2 separate regions of the Muntiacus reevesi genome follow, and region 2 is linked to region 1. Evidence: chromatin contacts called from public Hi-C data. All regions are on one chromosome and are shown on one strand. The core of a region is the stretch at or near the end of the contact, and the rest is flanking DNA. Distances in the headings are between cores, read along the strand shown.

Evidence for each region. A called contact is a pair of places that touch in the nucleus more often than the background predicts.
Region 2: a contact with region 1 is called in a Hi-C map of blood, with 2.8 times the contacts expected there. The contact joins the promoter of CFLAR here to the promoter of CASP8 in region 1. A contact is called at or near these places in 2 of 3 Hi-C or Micro-C datasets (blood and muscle).

Annotation. Positions count from the first base shown.
Region 1 is chr3:145,992,129-145,995,973 of mMunRee1.1, reverse strand. It overlaps CASP8 (caspase 8), which reads left to right and starts at 2,058. Exons shown (of 9, transcript XM_065930832.1): 1 at 2,058-2,404.
Region 2 is chr3:146,145,663-146,149,507 of mMunRee1.1, reverse strand. CFLAR (CASP8 and FADD like apoptosis regulator) reads left to right here and starts at 2,068. Exons shown (of 10, transcript XM_065930835.1): 1 at 2,068-2,150.

The sequences.
Region 1 (3,845 bases), core at 809-3,308:
TTTCGAAACATCCCACCCTCGATCTTAGTTTTCTGAATGTTGAGTTTTAAGAACCTGGTTAGAGCAAGTAAATTAATACCGATCCTAGAAGATCACAAAAGGAATTTAACCAACTTGAGGGTTACAATTTACTTGTTAATTATTAGTCTTCTTTGATCTTTTTAAAAAATATTTTATTTTAGTTTTTCTGACCATGTTCCAAGGCATGTGGGATCTTAGTTCTCTGACATGGATCAAACCCGTGCCTCCTACATTCGAAGCAGGAAGTCTTATCCACAGGACTGCAAGGGAAGTCCTTAAAGGTTTTCCTTTTAAAAACATATTTAAGACTAAGAGAGCATAGGATCAGTGCCTTACAAATGACAGGCTGAAGCCCTGAACCTCCCCAACTCATCTTCAGTATGGCTCCGTAGATGCCTGCAGTGGCTCATCCATTTTTTCCAAGGGATTGGGGGATGGGTGTAAACGCCCAAGTGTGACAATCTTGGGATCATGTGCTGGCCTTGAAGTTTGTCAGTTGATTGACACTGAACTTTGTTTCCTCAACTGCACTATATGTCTGGTAATTCGTAGCCATCATACAGATGTGAGCTTACGTAACAGTGGTACTGATTATTTACTGAAAACTGCGGGAGGTCCAGGCATTCCTTTAAGTGCTCAATCTGTTTTACCTCCTGTAATTCTGCTCAGATAGGAATTTCAGAGCTGGGGCCTGAAGACTGGCAATTTAGAAACCTACTCAGTTAACCCTCAGATCAATCAAGTTGAGAACCATGGGTGTGTACTAATGTTCAGACACTGATTAATCTCTCAGGGTTTTAGAGAGACACACAAACCTCATCCTGCCACTCACTAGCCGAAGATACTTGTCTAAGTCCTTCACCTCTCCAAACCTCAGCTTCCTTGCTCAAATGAGAGCAGAAATAGCATCCACTTCTGCGAATACTCAGAAGGTGGAATGAACCAGTTCGGGTGGTTATACAAGAGGCACACGCAAAACCTTTATAATGTTAGCTGGTGCCTGTAGGCTGACTCCTTTTCCTCAGGTGACCTTCTGACCTCTGCGATAGGTCATCATGTCAATTCAAATTTAGCATTCTTCCATTCACATGGTTCATTTCAAATCCTAAACTTTGGGGAAGGGAACAGTGTGGTATGGTGGAAAAACCCTTGTTTTGGATCCAGCTGGACTGAGTTCGAATTTGTATGTTCATTTGAGCCTCTGTTTCCTCCTCCATGACATGGGGGATCCTCTACATTGTTGGGATAATGAGAGATAATTGATGGAAGGGTACAACGTACAGGTATTGCACTATTGTTGGTGTTGTAGTTTTAAAATCTACAAGATGTGAAGACAAAAAGGCAGAAAACTCTTTAGAAAATTCAAACAGGACACAGAGGCAGAGGGTGGGGAGAGGGTGGAGGATGAAGAAAAGCTGGGGAGATTCAGACTGCCAGAGGAGAGGTCTTCACATCACTGTCCCCTCCCCCCAACACCCCCCACCCGTCCGGGGGCTCGGTACTGGACAACGATGCTTACCCCCACTTAGGGCTGGGCAGGACCCCACCCCCTTTTGGTGCTGAATTTCCCCACAACTCAGCTAGAGATCTGTTTGGACCCAGGAGGAGCTCTTGCCAGATGATCCGGGAAGTTTGTCCACGACTGCAGTGCTAAGATTCAGGCCACAGAACAGAGGAAGCATTTTTCTCCGCAGACCCCTTTCAAGGGAGAATGATATTTTACTGGCCACAGGCAGTCTCAAATCTGTCTTTAAAAATTAGAGAGCTGATAAACACTAAATGTAGTGAGTAAAAATGCTTTTTAAAAAACACGTCCAGCTTCCTGGTTTTTACTTTGCATGTTGACACATTGTCTGTGGTCACCCCTGAATGTAGGGAAATTGGGCATCGGTTCCTTTAAATAGGAAATATTTTCTGTTCAAGTGAGCCACCTCGGTTTTCCAGCTTTCAAAATCAAGTTTATTTGCTAGTTCTCTCTGTTCAGGAATTTTCTTTCTCTCTTCCTGAAGACCAGAGTTTGCCCTTCTGCCGGAAGGCAATGGTTTCACAGGTTCTCTTTCTTTTATCTCAAGATTTTTTAAAGCCCTGCAGAATTTGGTAACAAATTCTGAACGCAGAGAGGAGAGAACCAGGAAGCGAGTCTTCAAGGGACAGGCAGACAAGCCTGGGGGAGGCATCGAAAGTAAAAGTAAACTTCTTCCTGGAGGCGTTTCCAACCCCACCTCCAGTCTCCCCCTCCCGCTTGCCTCATTTCCAGGGCTTTTTCTCCAGCTGGGTTATAAGAACCGGCCTCAGTAACTCGACGACGTGTGAAGCTAGGCAGTGCGGGGTCTTGTCGTTGGGAGTCTGGTGGCTGGGATGCTGCCAGGACCGTGAGGAGTAGGTGAGTTCCTGGTGCCCAGCTGGCTTCTGGATGCCGCCTTTCTCACTCGAGGACTTCCCGGGGGATGTTACCTCCGAGTCCTGCCAGGGTGCCAGGTTCTGAGTGGGTTCCTTTCTGAACCACAGCCCCTGGCTTTGCTTCTCTTTAATCTGAGGACTCTCCAGTTCCTCCGCTGCCTGTCTCCTGCTGGTTTACTTTAGATTTCCACAAGACTTTATTTACCTTCTTCTGTTTATTTTCTTTATCACTTGTCCTGGGGCAAAGGGTTGAGCTGATCACTCAATCAGGTCCTGATACCCTATAAGCCCTTGGTCTTGGGGACCCACAGGCCCCACCACCACCCTGCCTTGCTTTACCCATTTTCTTGGATCTCCCCACTCCCAACCTGTCTCCTACCCTCCTCGCTGACTCCCAAACTGTGCGTGTTTGCTAGTCGCTCAGTCATGTCCGACTCTTTGCAACCCTAGAAACTGTACCCACCGGGCTCCTCTGTCCATGGGATTTTCCAGGCAAGCATATTGAAATGGGTTGCCACTCCCAACTCCAGGGGATCTTACCAATCCAGGGATCGAACCTGCGTCTCCTGAGTTGACATTTGGATTCTTTCCCACTAAGCCACCTGGGAAGTCTGGCTCCCAAAGACAACTCTCTACATTTTATGATACATATCCTTAATTGTTCTGTATCTTTGTGAAATGTACCATTGCTTTGTGTGTGTACACTATGTCTTAAACTGTGTGACCAGAGCAAGAAAGTAATTTCTCTGTACCTCTGTTTCCTCATCATTAGTGGGATTAACACTCCCTCACCAGGTCGCTGTGAGGATTTACTTGATAGTAACAGCTTTAGCCACTTAGTGACTGGTGTTGCTCTGTACCCAGTAAGTGTTAGCAATTATTATTACATGTTACATATTAGTATTATTCATATTGTATTTTACTTGTTCTGTTTTTGACTTTTTATTTTTTTTTTGCAAGTAAGCACTCTGTACTTTAAGTTCTGTGTGTTTTGTCTGGTCCCGCTTTGTAACCCCTGCTTAATATTCCATGACTGACAGTCTCTACAACTTATATAAGGACTGTAGAAGAATTGGCCCACCAAGAACTTAGCTGGATCCAGCTTGCAAACCTTTGCCATTCTCACAGGTACAAAGTAGGTAGCTCATACCTACTTTGTATTTCCCAGTTTAGTCATGAGTTTGAGTATCATTTGCACACTTTGGCCATCTGAGTATCTCTGTCAAGGAATTCTGTAATCAGATCCATTGTCTTTCTTCAGGGTTTCTTTTCCTTGTTGATTTGCAGGAGACCTTTGTATATTCGAGGTATTTCTACTCCTGTGGTACAACCTGGGAACATGGACAGGAAAGATGTGGTCTCCGCCTTTGTGAAGGTCACAGCCTAGGACAGGAACCCGCCATAAAACAGCAGGACAGATATTG
Region 2 (3,845 bases), core at 819-3,318, 150 kb before region 1:
AGAGCTTAATGTATCAGAAGCAGCTTTGGATTTACACCAGTTAATTCCAGTTTTATATAGAAACGTTACTTTATATAGCTTACTTATATAACGTTACTTATATAGCTCTACTCCCTTCTTCTTGTGCCACTATCACTTTTTAGTATTTTATATATATATGTATATAAAACATCAATTAATGTTATACAACCAACAATACATTGTTATGATACTACTTTACAGTCTGTAATCATTTCTTTATCCCAATGTAGCTTTTCTCCCACCCACTTCTTTTGTGCTGTTATTAGCAAATACATTACACATATTAATTTTATGTTATAGGCACAATCATCCATTATATTTTTTTTAATAAAAATTCATTTATACTGTCTCTTCTAATTATACAATTGCCTTTTCTGATGTTTTATTTTTCTTTTGGTATAAATTTGAATTACCATCTGGGATTATAGCTTTCAACTTATTACTTGTTTTCATCCTTTAGTATTTCTTGTAAGACACATCTACTAGCAAAAATTCTCTCAGTTTTTGTTTGTTTGGGAAACCATTTCACCTTATTTCACCGACTTACTTTCATAAGATTGTTTCTTGGAGCACTTTGAATAGGTTATGATATTGCCTTCTGGTTTCTCTTGTTTTTCCTTAAAAGTCAGTTATTGATCTTACTGGCATTAACTTGTAAGTCATGAGTCATTTTTCTCTTGCCGATTTCAAGATTTCTTCCTTTGACTTTCAGCATTTTTGCTATGTTGTGTTTGTAGATCTCTTGCATTCATCCCATTTGGAATTTATTGAGTTTCCTAGATATGTGAGATAGTTTTTCAAAAAATTTGAAAGTTTTTAGCCATTATTTCTTTGAATATTTTTTCTGTTCCTTCTTCACTCCCCTCTCCTTCTAGTACTCCTACTATGCACGTGTGCTTAATGATGTCCACATTTCTCTGAGGAGCTTTTTATTTTCCTCTGTTCTTGGGAACATAATCTCTGTCTGTCTTCAAGGTAGCTTATTCTTTCTTCTGCCAGTTTGAGTTTCCTGTTAAGCCTCTAATAAAGTTATTTTAGTTATTGCACTTTCCAAATTCAGAAATTTCTGTTTGGTTCATTTCTATAATTACAGAGTCATATCCCAGATCCAGGGGCTGAATATATCTTTATTGATATTTTTATTTGGTATGACATTATTGTCATACTTTAATCATGCTTTTCTTTAGTTTTGTGAACATGCTTATAATAGTTACTTCGAATTATTTTTCTGATAAATTCGACATCCTGTTGCTCTCAAAGGCAGTTTCTATTGCCTATTTTCCCAATGTTTGGGTCATACTTTCCTGTTTCCTTGCATGCCTCATAATTTTTTGTTAGAAACTGGATATTTTATTTTGTATTTAAAATTTTTTAAGTTTATTTTCTATGGGGATATAGCCAATTAACAGTTTTGTGATAGTTTCAGTTGAACAGCAAAGGGACACAGGCGTACATATATACATGTATCCATTCTCCCCCGAACTCCCCTCCCATCCAGACTGCCACATAACTTTGATCCACGGGCTATACAATAAGTCCTTGCTGGTTATACGTTTTAAATATAGAAAGGTGTACAGAAAATGGGACATTTTAGATAATATAGCAACTCTGGGTACTTGTTTCCTCCTCACTCACCAGCCTCACCAGCCTCTTTTATTGTTGCGTGCATGCTTATTTATTTAGTGGCTAACTGGATCACTTTAGTGAAGTTTATCCCCTCCCACCTCCAACCCCCACCCCTTAAATTTTGCTAAACCTCTTTTGAGGTTTATAGAGGTTTATCTGGTATTATAGAAATTCAAGCAGGGCTCTGGGAAATGGAATATTTCCATTTCCAGTTATTTTTGCAACTTTCCTGTACGTTTAAATATATTTCAAGAAAAAGTTCAGAAACTTAAAAAAATCAGAAGAAAGTAGTTGTGAGGAATAATGCATATAGCGCTTTTACATTTGCTATTTATTCTTTTCCAGTACATCAGTAACAAAACTACTAGTGATTGTTGCTAGAGACAGCTAGAACTGCTTGGTAAGCAACCGCCCAGAGTTCATAGCAAACACGAAGGGAAGTAAAAACAGGAAATAGCCGACAGCGGGGCTGCGGCCTGGCACCGGCTCTACTGGAAGGGCGGGTGAGTGGGGTCTCTGGGTCTAACACAGTGCATGTCGGACCATCGGACTCTATAAAGTGAAACGTTTTTATAGGATGAGAGACGCGTCCAGAGAGGGGAAGGCCAGAGCGCTTGCGGGCTGGATAGGAAAGCCACGTTTGCTTTCAGACTTTTGGTTTCTTTTTCTCCATCTTGCCTGCGGAGTTTCAGGCGTCGGAGTTAAGTCTGGGCTGCCGCCAGAGGAGCGCCTCGCCGCATGCCGGACGGTAGGTGCGCCCCCCACCCCACCCCCGACCCTCCCACGCTGCCTCCCGAGCTCCCTCGGACGGGCGCTTCCTGGCCCTGCGCCTGGGCGGGGGCGTGGGGCCGGGGGCAGGGGCGGGGTGGGACTTATAGCGGTGACTCAGTCCTGTAGAGATACATACATATATATATATTATATTCATGAATTTTTAAGTTTTTAATTGGAGGACAATTGCTTTACAATGCTGTGTTGGGTTCTGCGGAAGAGCCGAGAATCAATAGCGCATCCGCTCCCTCTCGAGCCTCCCCCCACCCTCCAGGCCCCCATCCCAGCCCTCTAGGGCCTGGCAGAGCGTGGGGCCGAGCTCCGGTGCCATGCAGCAGACGGCACATCGCAGGGTACAGACGGCAATGCCCCTCTCTCGGTTCCTCCCGCCCTCTCCTTCCCCGCATAGATCTGTTGTCTTCGCTTTGCCCCCTGGGCCCCAGACCGGCGGGAGCGCCCCGCGCCCCCAGATCTCTGGAGCCCAATTCTCTGAGTCTCCCAGGATCCCAGGTACCGTCTGGGCGCGGGATCGCCCAGACCCAGAGACTCGCCCAGCAATGAAGCCGCAGAACCGCAACTTTGGTGGCAGATCCCCAGGGTCTTGTAAACTTTGCTTAAGGACATCCCGAGGGTTTCTCCTTTCCGGGAGTGACCTGATGAAAAGTTTGGCAGCCTTCCTTGGAAAAAGTTGATGAGAACTGGGACATTCTGTGCGGTAGTATGTGACTCCGCGGAAGCGACTGGTAGGACGGGAATTTTTACTCTTTTGAAATAGCCTGGTGAAGTAGGTTAGGGCTGCTGTTTCCTAAAGCAGTGTGTGATGTGTGTTTTGGCAAACTGGAAGAACAGCTTGCCTTAGAGGGAAGTTCGCAATGATTGCTTGATAAGACTTTTTGCAGAGCCTTGAAATAAACTTGTTTCTACCTCCTCTGCTTTTTCCCTTAAAAGGAACTGGGGAATGTCCGGTCAGGGCATATTTTTTTAAATACTAACAGTGGAAGGCGATAGAACAAAGGCCACTGAAATTCAGAACAAGATTTTAGTTGAAGGTTACAGGAAGTAAGTTCAAGGACGCCAAAGTTCTCCAACAGTTTTCGTTTGTTGACATTTGAAATTTGTTTACACATTGAGACCAGAGCCAATAGGGAGCTTGTTGGACACCAACAAAACATGATTTAAAACTAAGGGCTCTGAGGGTTGACCTGCTTCAGGTAAGAGATTTCAGATAAGATAAACTGAGTTCTGGGTAATTTCCCTTCAGTGGTTCCCCTGAATAATCTTTAAAAAGTTTCTTTGGAAAAAAAAAAAAGAAGTTTCTTTGGGAGAGCCAAAAAAAAGAAACTTGGCCTAACTCCAACACTTAACAAAGAAAAAATACTCGGGTTTGTAAGGGAATTTTTGAATGTTTGCCCTACAGAGGTTGCATT